Linked DNA regions of Hordeum vulgare: region 2 is linked to region 1. The links are chromatin contacts, called in public Hi-C maps. All regions are on one chromosome and are shown on one strand. Each heading gives the region's core, a stretch centred on a gene start, on an enhancer-like site or on the middle of the called end of the contact. The rest is flanking DNA. Distances are from core to core; before and after follow the strand shown.

Region 1 (6,011 bases), core at 1,698-4,197:
TTTGTCCTTGAAGTATCCATCCACCTCTTTGTGTCTGGGTTGCATTCCGTCGGGATGATCACAAGTAGATACCAGCATTCCCGGGCATAATCATGATAGATATTAGGCTGCTAGATGCAAACTAATCCATCCAAAGGTATATTGAGTCCTTGAAGTCTTGATGATCATGCAGGTCTTGAATTACTTAACCTCACAGCGCTCATGAATCTCACAACAAAACCCCATCTACTAAAGCGTAGCGACTATGAAGTAACGTTCCTTCCTGGGAAATGGTAACAGGGTGGTGGGTTTCTCCTACCTCATGATAGTGCCACAAGTTCAAGCTCAGTATCCTATTGTTCATGATGGAAAGACTTACTAATGTAGTAAAAACATGGGTAAATGAAATACATGATCAAAGGAAGCTCCCGAGCTCCCTCGAGGCCTTTAAATTCAAACTCCAAATTTCGTGAAAAATCATATTTTAATATTTCAAAAAATTCTAAAAAAATACATAGATAGATGAAGGTATAATACACAAGTGTGTAAATTTTCAGAACAAAATACGTTGAAATGAGGGTTGTACAAAAAAGACAAATCTGGAACTTTTTAACACATGTTACTATTCATCATTTGAGACCATGAATTTGTCTTTTTTGTACAGTTCGCATTTCAAAGTATTTTGACCTGAAATTTGACACGCACACGGATCACAACCTTGTTTAGTTCTATATTTTTTCCAGATATTTTTGAACTAAAATTTTCAAATTTTAGATTTTTCAAAAATTTCGGCCTTCATGGCTCCCGCGAGCCAAACGTCCGTTCTCTATAGTTCCCCTTTATAAAAATTAAGGCAAGGCAACAATATGAAGAACCACCACCATATCTATCAATTAGATGTGTATTTCGTACTCTCGTGGAATAAATATTCTGTAAAGATAAAGAGGCAAACATCAGAGAAAATAGGAAGACCGGATTAAAGACATAGGATGACTACAAAACCCAAATTCATTTTCCATGTCCTCACCATAATATGATAGTTTTCAATAATACTGCTAGAGCATAATTTTCATAGGCATCCCAGAGTTCTGATGCATTGTCAAGCTATACATAATCTCAGCTGACTTTGCTTCTAGGAAATAGCTACCAAATAGTATACTTCCTCCTTTCCTTTATGAAACTTTAGGCAAAGGCAGTCACCTACATGTTGGTGTACTTTCATGTTTAAAAATCGAGAGACGGAAAATTAACATAGGAGTACTCAAGTCTTAGAATCTTATGACTTTACGATTCAAACTAACCTCTCTGATTTTACAATTTTCCTCATAGGATCTAAGTTTCTATCATCCCGATAGTTATGAAGCTACGATTCACGATCCTACTAGTGGAGCTCCGATCCGATTTAGAATCGCGATTCTGACAACCTTGCCAAAGGCAGTGTGTTAGAATATAACTTGCAAGTAATAATCAGAATATTCAGAATATATTTCAGATTCCACATCCATTAATCGGTGAAGATAAAGTTGATTTTTATTTGACATTCAATCAAACACTGCCATTCAAATTGAAATTGAAGAAGGTAGAAAGATCCAAGTCACAACAAGGAGAAAAGCTATCAATTGATGAATTACATACTCATAGATGTGGTGACTGCATCCTCGTGCGGCATGGAGAGACGGGAACACAAAGAGGAGATGCAGGTGATGACACTTCTGCATGGCTGCAGGCGGCAACTACCTCAGTGGGAAAGAAGTGGGCATGGTAAAATTCTTGACAACACCATGTATTCAGGAATACAAATGTTAATATCATCTTAAAATTAAGGAGTACTTGATGACTATAAACATGACAGTAAAGATGTGCGTCATTGAAAAATCAGAAATGAAGTTTAGAACCACGGGTAGATGGCAATAGTCCGACTATAAACATGACAGTAAAGATGTGCATCACTGAAAAATCACAAATGAAGTTCAGAACCATGGGCAGATGGCAAAAATCTTCAGTAGCTAAAAAGGTGATTCGGGACATACTCTTGCTTAAATCAATTTGAGGGGTATTGGAATAAAAGTTGAAGCAGCAAATCATTGTGGGAATACGGTAAACAAAACAAACCTGAGATGGAAGACCTCCGGCACGGTGGCCTCATGACTGAAGGTTCTTGGCGCGACGGCGAGCTCGAAGTAGCACTCAAGGGCATGCGCGAGCATCAACGCCTCAAACACCGCCATGCACGCATCAGACATGTGCCGCAGCTGACAACCCATCGCTCCGTCTCCTCCCCCTTCCCCCTCCGACGCTACCCTCAGCAGGCCTGCCGCATTGCAGAGCACGGCGCACGTGCGTCGTATCCCGTCGGCCATGCGTGTGTCCTCTACGCGAAGCAGAACCGATGGCGTCCCGACGTCCCGCCACACGAAGCAGAGCCGATGGCGTCCGGCCGCCTCGGCGAAGCGCGGGGCGACGACGTCGAGCTCGCGGTGTAGGTTCCCACGTGCGGCCACGACACTCTTCTTGTCCAAGTAGGTCTGGACGAGGTGGCTGCAGCAGCGCATCAGGTTCCTCAGGTCGCTGTCATCCTCCGCGGTCGAGGTGTCCTCCTGAAGCCGTGCGGTGTTTTGCCCGGGACTAACAGAAACGGCGCCGGCGACGCCGGCGGACGGCGGAACGGGAACTGCATGATCGATCCTCTATCTGATTTTGGGCATGTGGTGTCGCGCTGCGGTTGTGGAGAAGCGCCCCGATCCAATTCTGCACGCCACGCAGTCGTCGAAGCACGCCTCTAGGCCTCTCTTTCTCCTCCCCTCTTCTCTCATCCTCTCCCGAAGGTGCGACGTCGGCCCGATCGTCCTATTCTGAAGATGCGCCGCCAGAGAGAAGTAGGGAGGCGAGGGCGAGCGGGCTGGGGCAGAGATGCTGTGGGGGCGAGTGGCGGCGGCAGCGAGCAGCGAAGGCAGGCGGGTGGGGGGTCCCGGGGGCGAGCGGGGATGAAGCGGTTGGCGTAGCCTTTACTCGGTTAATTGAGGGAGCGGGGACGTGCGTTGCCGGCTGAGTGTTTCGTTGGCGAGTCACTTTCGTTAACGAAGATTTTGAGGCCGTTGATGGGATGATTAGATGGATGAGATTATGATTTGAATCTGTCTTCTAGTCCATTTTTAGTGGTAGTAGATGCACGAGGGTTCGGCTTACAGCAAGTGTTAGAATAAAACCGAGGCACTCCGTCAATCATCCGAGGACCACGCAATCACACGAGGACGACACCGAGATTTGTTAACGAGGTTCACCGATATGGCTACATCCCCGGGGCATGACTATGGGCGCTCCTCCCCGTGACACCGTCACAATACCGCACCCGGGCCGTCTTGGGCGTCGGCACACGCCGGCGGCTCCCCTGCGTGCCAGTGCTATTATGTTGGCATACGTGTGTCTAGCCCCGCTATATATGAGAGGCCTAAGATACAAGTGTCCTGCTTGGACATGACTTCATATCCTATCTAAACACAATACAACTACAAGTCCAACTATAACCTACCTTGTACACAATATTCGACACAACTCTAACAAACTCCACCTTGGCGAATATTCTCCACCACATTAAATTCGTCCATGCGTCAAACTTCCATGTACATTGGACTTGAGCTTATCCCATGAGCACCGCTGCTACTCCAAAGGCTCCATGTGACTCCACCTGCAACTTGTAGTTCCTTCTTTTTCTGACCATAGTCAACGCTCGAACGAAATTAAGCTCCACATTACTCTTGTTGTGCTCCCAACTTCCAGAGTATCCAACAGCATTACACACCGATCATTGACTTGCGTGAAAGTGAACAACTCATATTGGGTGTCGCACATAAGAGTTACCTGAACTCAACATCACCGCTCTTCCTTGACCGCCCGTCTGAAACTTGAAGGAATTTCCCCATTGCTTGTAGTCATCCCGAGTCAAATTCGCAGTTGTCCCACCACATGTATGACCACCAGAGCCCTGGCCCGTCTCCATGCCCCGTGCGTACCGCACGCCTCGCCGCTATTACCGCGTCGACCTCCGCTGTCCTGGTCGAGTATCAAGGGTCACGAACCCACACCACTCAACCACCCACTGTAGAGTACCACCGATCATCATCGACCGGTGCCGAGTATCACGTCTCCATCAGACCCCTGGTACCCAGTCCGATCTACGTGTCTCTCGCTATCCGCTGAAATAGGCTTCGACTCTCCATGTCTTTACGCCGTAGCCCATCTATCAGCACAGAGTGAAGTCTTCCACCAGACTCCAGCTCCACCATCAACATGACTTTATGTAGCTCGCTATGCTACCCCGCGCCCTGTCAACTTCAAGCTCTCATGTGTACACTGCCTTGAATCAACCCCACGCATAGTCTTGTCGAAGCCGCACAAGCCCCGAGGCCTGCACCACGTGTTTCCATGCCCCAGAAGTCGGTCACCATCAACATCAGCTCCTATGTCGTCGCCGTTGTTGAAATCACCATCGTCTTTTGCTTTGACCAATATCTGTGTCGATCCGTCAGACAGTCCCTGCCCGTCCGACCCAACCGAAAATATCCGACTGCAACCATGCTCCATCCTGTGTCATGTCCGCCCATGACCCAGCCCGAGGTCGCTACGCCGCCGTCATATGAACCGATCTCATCGAAACCGGAAATATGCTATATGTTGTTGCACGAAGATGCTGCCTCATACCTTCCAGGAAACCGAATAGAACCACGCCGCACCATTAACCTTCCGCAGTTGTCGATTCAACCAACCGAATTTTGCACAATCAATCCGACGAATCTTTCGCTCCTCACCTCTAGACCGACGATTTGCAGCCTCCTTGAACCTTGCTCATGATACCACTTGTTAGAATAAAACCGAGGCACTCCGTCAATCATCCGAGGACCAGACAATCACACGAGCCCAACACCGAGATTTGTTAACGAGGTTCACCGATATGGCTACATCCTCGGGGCATGACTACGGACGCTCCTCCGAGTGACACCATCACAATACCGCACCCTAGCCGTCTTGGGCGCCGGCACACGCCGCCGGCTCCCCTGCGTGTATGTGCTATTATGTTGGCATAGGTTACATCATGTGTCTAGCCCCGCTATATATGAGAGGCCTAGGATACAAGTGTCCTGCTTGGACACGACTCCATATCATATCTAAACACAATACAACTACAAGTCCAAATGTAACCTACCTTATACACAATATTCGACACAACTCTAACACAAAGGTGTCGGCGGCGCGCGGCTCGGCATGGGCATCCTGATGGTGGTGGCAGTGTGCGCCAAGGTAGCCGGCATGAAGCGAGGCGAGCTGATCTAGCTTCGATGCTTCGGCGAACTCCAATAGGAACAGGCTCGTCTCTGCTGCGTCGTGAGGATGCACGAGCATGTCAATAAAGTGCGCCTCGAGCATAGGGTCCAATGTTTGCAAAGAGAAAAGGGTCAGGAAAGCTTATGGTGATGAATCTCTCTGATGAACCAGCTCCAGCTAGCAAGATCCAAACGGGGACGGCAACGGCTACGAGCGGCATGTGGAAGAGCGAGATAGAGAAATGGAACGAGGGAGTCCCGGGCTATTTGTAGGACAACTTTTTGGAGGAGGGTCGGCTTCGAGGATCGGATCCCAGAGATCACAGACACGGGGCAGCATGGAAATATCCCTCTTTGTTCCCTGCAGGAGGAGGAAGAAGGTCGGGTGGGTCCCAGCTTCAGGGTGTAACGAGAAAGAGAGAGAGAGACTAGCGAGGCGAGAGAGAAAAACAGCTTCGGCGGCTCGTGGGAGTATCTCACATGCGTGGGTGTGTGCGAGTGAATGCTAGGACAAGCACTCGTGCTGGCGGGGCTGGGTGCTCGGTGTTGCCCGCTCGTTGGCTGGGCGCTAGCTGGGCCGGCCTGGCCTAGCCTGTGCGCGTGGACCTTTTTTATTTTTTATTTTTATAACAGAAAACAAATCAGAAAAAAAATTAAAATGCAAAATAAAGAAATAGGATATTATATACCCCCAAAAAAAATAGAAAATGTAAA
Region 2 (6,011 bases), core at 965-3,464, 260 kb before region 1:
GTGATTGGAAGTCAGAGCTTACATTTAAACGAATAGATGTAAGTAACTACTAGCTAGTTCCGCGCATATCTTTATTCTAGTTTCAATACCATTATAATTCTTGATTATGTTTTTGATTGAACTCTCTTCTTGTAAAGTGCTTGAGGCAGGAACATGGGAACAATTTATGTGGATACTATGTTTGCGAGTTCATTCGCCAGACGACCCATGAGAAGGGCAAAAACCGCGACATAAAAAAAACTGAAGTACGATAAACAATACCCACAACTTTATTTTATTATCGTGAATTGTGTTCGGTTTCATTGATATATATATAGACCCATTCTTTAAATTAGATCGAACGGTTGCGGAACGGTCTTCTACCACAGGAACGTGTACGAGCAATTTAAGAGGAAATTGTCGGATTCTTAGATGCAGAGGTCCTAGGTGTGAAGGGAGAATATTATTGCTCGTCGACTAGAATGGTATGAAATGTTATAGTGTAAAAGAGACATATGTGCATATGTGTAACTCGTTTCAACATTTTGTAATATGTTCGACAAAGCACGACGGGTGAGATAGTGTAATATATTCGTGACGATGATGTGCAATATAGTTGTTCTTTTATTATTGTGTATGTACCATCCAATTTAATGCAAAATAAGAATTAAAAAATGTCCAAAACAAATAAATGGGAAAATTGAGGGCAGCAAAATAGCCCCATCCAATTTAGTGCAAAATCCTAAACCCTAAAAATTGATAAAAAAAAGCAAAGAAATAGCCCCGGTTCGTAATACGAACCGGGACTAATACCCCTCCCCCTCGCTCTCAGCCCCGTCACATGGAAGGTCTTTAGCCCCGGTTCGGGGCAGAACCGGGCTCATTAGTCCCCAACCAAACCGAAGCTAAATGTCCTTTTTCTACAAATACGTCATATAATATAAAAATATTTTTATAATATAGTATTAAAAACGTTTTTATATTATAGGACGGAGGGAGCAGTTATCTCTGATGATCATCATTTCCTTCGGAAACCTTTTGCTGAATCAATTTGATCAACGCTGCAGCTCTGTTTCTGGCAGCTCCTCATTGATCAGCGCAGCTGCAAACAGAATAACTGGACACTTTTTTTATAGAGCCCACATCCCAATCACTTACACGTTGCAGTTAGCGAGCCGTTGAGGAATGAAAGGCCGGTAACCTTCCCTTGTCCGTTTCCACCAGCCGGAATCTCACGCTCACACCACGCTCCCACTTTGCCCCCGCTACCTTTTCTGGTCGTCAAGTGAACTTTTTTACGATCTCCATGGTACAAAGCGCGGCCAAAGTCGTTGGCGTCACGCACCCGAGATATAAAAACTACCCCATAACATACGCCTTCCCTTCTTTTTTTTCTTTTTTTTTTGCGGAAGGGATAACATACACCTTTCCTTGTACAGGCAGGTAGGTGTCAATGGCAGAGGCGATACGACTCGATTGCGCAGCACGATGGGAGGATACGCTGTGGTGGCTGCCCATGAACCGTCGTGCGTGGATAGGGATGGGGGTGGAGGTTATGGAGATAGCCAGACGTCCAATAATTATTTTCTAACGCCTACCTGAGGAGTGTTAGTGCTGCCCCTCTCTCTCTCTCTACTGCGTGCCCTGCCGTATGATTATGATGCCTTCTTCCCTTTGACTCTAACCCTCGGCCCTGCCCAGATGAACATGGGAGAGAAACATGTAATAGTACTAGGAGGAATCTTGATGATTTTTTTGTTTGCTTATAGTAGTACTATATAAATAATATAGTGTCTATAGTAGTGCGCTGCTATCGTCTACTGTGCGTACAAGAAAAACATTGGGCTTGCACATGAAGATGCATGTGTGTATGTGCTCTTCCAACAGTGGCGAAATAGGTTTTGTCCCCCTTAACGGCTAGTAGATTATCGTTAAGAAGAAGGTGATAAACATATCCCTTCCGTGTCAGTGATAGCTGTCACCAGGTGACACATGCCCTCAAAAACCCACCAAGCAAGCAAGGCATGTGTTCCATGTCTTGCTACCTTCCCATCAAAGCCACGTACCTCTCCATTCATTCATCCATCCATAGCTTGACCCATCATAGCTAGGCCACCCACTGAGAAGGGAAAGTTGTTTTTTAAACAAGGTGACATAATTACCACCACGTACCCTCGCAGTAGTAAGTTGTAATCCATGTGCCCTGCTAGTATATAACAATCCCCTAAGCACTCTCTTTTAGCCGTTCAATGCCCGCGTCCCCCCCCCCCCCCCCCCCCCCTCTCTCTCTCTCTCTCTCTCTCTCTCTCGTTTCTTCCGCGAGCACACTGTTTGGTGAGGGGCCAACTTTGGTGGTGACCATGGAGAGGACGCCGTCGTGGTGCATCCTCCTGTGTCTGGCCGCCGCTTGGGCCATGGCGTCGGCGGCACCGCTGCCGCAGTACTACAACGCCATATTCAGCTTCGGCGACTCCTTCTCCGACACGGGCAACTTCGTCATCATCAACTCCGGCAAGCTGCCCAACATGCCCAAGTTCCCGCCGCCCTACGCCCGCTGCTCCAACGGCCGTCTCGTCATCGACTTCCTGGGTACGTAGCGTACATGCTCGATCGGTTTAGACGTGAATTACTGAATGGACGATTGGAGATTGATAGTTGGCCGACTGATTGATGCGTGCATGCAGCCGAGGCGTTGGGGGTGCCGCTGCTGCCGCCGTCGGCGAACAAGGGCACCAACTTCAGTCAGGGCGCCAACTTCGCGGTGATGGGCGCCACCGCTCTGGAGCTCAAGTACTTCAGGGATAACAACGTGTGGAGCATCCCGCCGTTCAACACCTCCATGAAGTGCCAGCTCGAGTGGTTCCAGGAGGTCAAGGAGACTGTCTGCTCCTCCCCGCAAGGTAGCTAGCTAGAGTAATTAACGCAAGGCGCGCGCTGGTCAAGGGGAGACATCGGTTCTGAGTTTTCTTGTCTGTTTCTTGAAAACAAAACAAAAACAACGAAATAATTTGCAGAGTGCAAGGAGTTTTTCGGGAAGGCGCTTTTCGTGTTCGGCGAGTTCGGCGGCAACGACTACAGCTTTGCGTGGAAGGCGGAGTGGAGCTTGGACAAGGTGAAGACGGAGATGGTGCCCAAGGTGGTGGAGTCCATGATCGGCGGCATCGAAGCTATTCTGGACGAGGGCGCGCGGCACGTGGTGGTACCGGGCAACCTCCCCGCCGGGTGCATCCCCATCACGCTGACCATGTACCCGTCCGAGGACCGCAGCGACTACGACCCGCGCACCGGCTGCCTCAAGAAGTTCAACAGCGTCGCCCTCTACCACAACGCCATGCTCCGCATCGCCCTCGACCAGCTCCAGCGCCGCCGCCCTGACTCCCGCATCATCTACGCCGACTACTACACCCCCTACATCCAGTTCGCACGCACGCCTCACCTCTACGGTCCGTCTCAGTCTCGGTCTCAGTCACCTCCCTTTTCCTCCTTTGATTTGATTGACCCCTTGTTAGTTCTTCCTTCCTGGTACCAGCAGAGTAGAGTAGCGTGTGAGTGCTCTGTTCTGCTCTGTTTCAATGTGGAAGGGGGCACCGGCCACCTTCGTGGCTGTTAGTTCCAGGTTCAGCCTCTCAGAGCTGGTCACGCACTAGCATGTCAGTTACGCAGACCGGCGCGGGTAGTGACTAGTGATTGAGCGTCCACCGTCCTTTTGGCAGTTTTACGCGTCGCGCGAGGATCTCGGGCCAGGGCAACAAGGCTGGTCCTGATGAGTGCAGTGCAGTGCAGCAAAGGTAGTGTTCCTACTTCCTAGGATAGGCATCATAGGGGGTATTGATGGTGCTCTAGATACGCCTGTGTCAGAGGCCAGAGCAACATCGTTGTTGTGACTTCACCTGCCAACACGCAACACGCAGGACGCAGGCATAGCTGTTCCTCACGCAGTGGTGGCATCTGCTAGCTTGGCACAACGCACAACACAAGACTGGGTTCGATCGATCCATGCTCAGGCCAACCTGGCACTGCATCGGCTTAATCTCCGCCCATTATTAGTTAGGGACACAACACAACTGCCATCTGCTTTACATGATTGAACCACGTATACCTCATCTAGTAGGAGTACTCCACTAATTAACACGGCCTCAGGCCTCGTCGCACGCTCACTCATTACGCAAAGACAACTTTATTAAGTAGAGACAAAAGTAGAGCAGAAAGAAGAGAGTATTTGTCCAAGATGATAGTAGCAATAACGAGATTTGTGGGCAAGTGCAGGGTACAAGAGGGGAGCCCTGAGGGCGTGCTGCGGCGGCGGTGGCCCGTACAACTACAACATGAGCTCGTCGTGCGGGCTGCCGGGCGCTACGGTGTGCGACGACCCCGACGCGCACGTCAGCTGGGATGGCATCCACCTCACCGAGGCGCCCTACCGCTTCATCGCCAACACCTGGCTCAAGGGCCCCTACGCGCATCCACCCCTCGCCAGCGTCGTCCGCGACGACATGGTCTATTGATTCGTTGTTATTAACACACATGACATGATGATCCATGACTAAACTACACCATACGTTCGTTTCTCTACGTGTGAACCACGCCTTCATACAATTCCGTGTGCGTGTGTGCCTGCGGGTTTTGGTTTGTAATGTGCTTAGCAAGTTACATAGGCCGTGTCACGGGAAGGTGACCTCCAATCTTTTTGACGCCTCTACAGTCTTGATCTCAGTTGGAGGCATTGTAATCGTTGGTTGTATATTGGCAAGTAAATTGATTAGGTCTTTTGTTATTGTTGTTGTTGTTGTTGTTATTATTGTTGTTGTGTCGGCTGTAAGTTGTGAGATGCGTTCTTTGTGTTACCCATAGGTCATTGCACCGATCGATGCACTCATCGGTTTGAGGAAAGGAAAAATAAGATAAATCAAATTAATTTAAGTGGGGTTTCAACTTAAACCAACAGTATTTGAGTGCTTGGACAAGAATATATATACTAGTGATGTGATTTAATCAGGTAGGGTTTTCAGAATTCTAAGAATTTCTTTTTTTATCATGTCATATGTTATAGATTACGAAGCCCAAAAAATAGTAGCCCATCAAGTTGAGCCCAACAAAGCAAGTACCCATTCTCACCGCTCCCACTCCTACTTAGCAAATACCTAAGGCCACCACTGGCTTGGCTCCAAGTTCACCCGAGAGGGAAGCCTGGCCTCTTCCTCTTGTGCTCAACCTGGTCAACGACGCATTTGTCCGTATGGTTGTTGCTTCGGTCTTGTCAATATCGTAGCCGCATTTTCACCCACGAGGTCAATTACAAGATGAGGAAGAGCTCGTAGAGAGAAGCATGGTTCTTCTATGATTTTCTTTAGTCCTACTAGTAATATTTCTTGAAACACATTTTGTAAATTGATGTTAGAATTCTAGTTGAAATCTAAATTTAAATCCTAGTTAAAAAACGTTCATTATTGAGAGCGAAAATGTCTTCTAACCATGGGTAAACAAGTTCTACATGAGAAAAAAAAATTGGAGCGTGTTCCATATGCGTTATAGAGGTTAATGATATGGTGACTTTATTAGAGTTGCTCTGAGCTATTTATGTTATTTTTTTGTCAAATATTTTTTGACATTTGGATTAGGTTTTGTGTGTGCACATCCTCCATTTATTCTTGGCTACGCCAGAGTGATTCGGTTCAATGGTAGTTTGGCTCCCGAATGTGACTTTTATGGGGTACACTTATATAACATACGTGAGGGCTAGATGCAAATGTGTGATGTTGTGGCTGTTCATCTAATTAAGCTTTCAATTTTATTTGATCTACCAGAGTCAAGACAATGATATTTTACTTAAAAAAATGCCTTTTCATTTTATCTCACAAGAGAGAATCACATTTTACTAAAAATTCATAAGTAAATTACACATGGACACCTTTGCCAAGGCAACCCAAAAAACTATATGCTTGACTAAAACGCGCTCATCGACAACTGGTGATCCGGAGCATCCTACGACCACTATCATGGCTAGTAATCCACTGACGGAGCTAGACAGGAAA

The links. A called contact is a pair of places that touch in the nucleus more often than the background predicts.
Region 2: a Hi-C map of seedling shows a contact between it and region 1, with 2.8 times the contacts expected there. The contact joins the promoter of LOC123427650 here to the promoter of LOC123408314 in region 1. A contact is called at or near these places in 2 of 6 Hi-C or Micro-C datasets (leaf and seedling).

The regions. Positions count from the first base shown.
Region 1 is chr1H:155,079,302-155,085,312 of MorexV3_pseudomolecules_assembly, reverse strand. LOC123408314 reads right to left here and starts at 2,947. Exons shown (of 2, transcript XM_045101446.1): 1 at 2,092-2,947; 2 at 1,577-1,699. The coding sequence starts at 2,531. The coding sequence ends at 1,615.
Region 2 is chr1H:155,342,137-155,348,147 of MorexV3_pseudomolecules_assembly, reverse strand. LOC123427650 (GDSL esterase/lipase At5g45910-like) reads left to right here and starts at 2,214. Exons shown (of 4, transcript XM_045111745.1): 1 at 2,214-2,568; 2 at 2,664-2,879; 3 at 2,994-3,422; 4 at 4,246-4,753. The coding sequence starts at 2,229. The coding sequence ends at 4,484.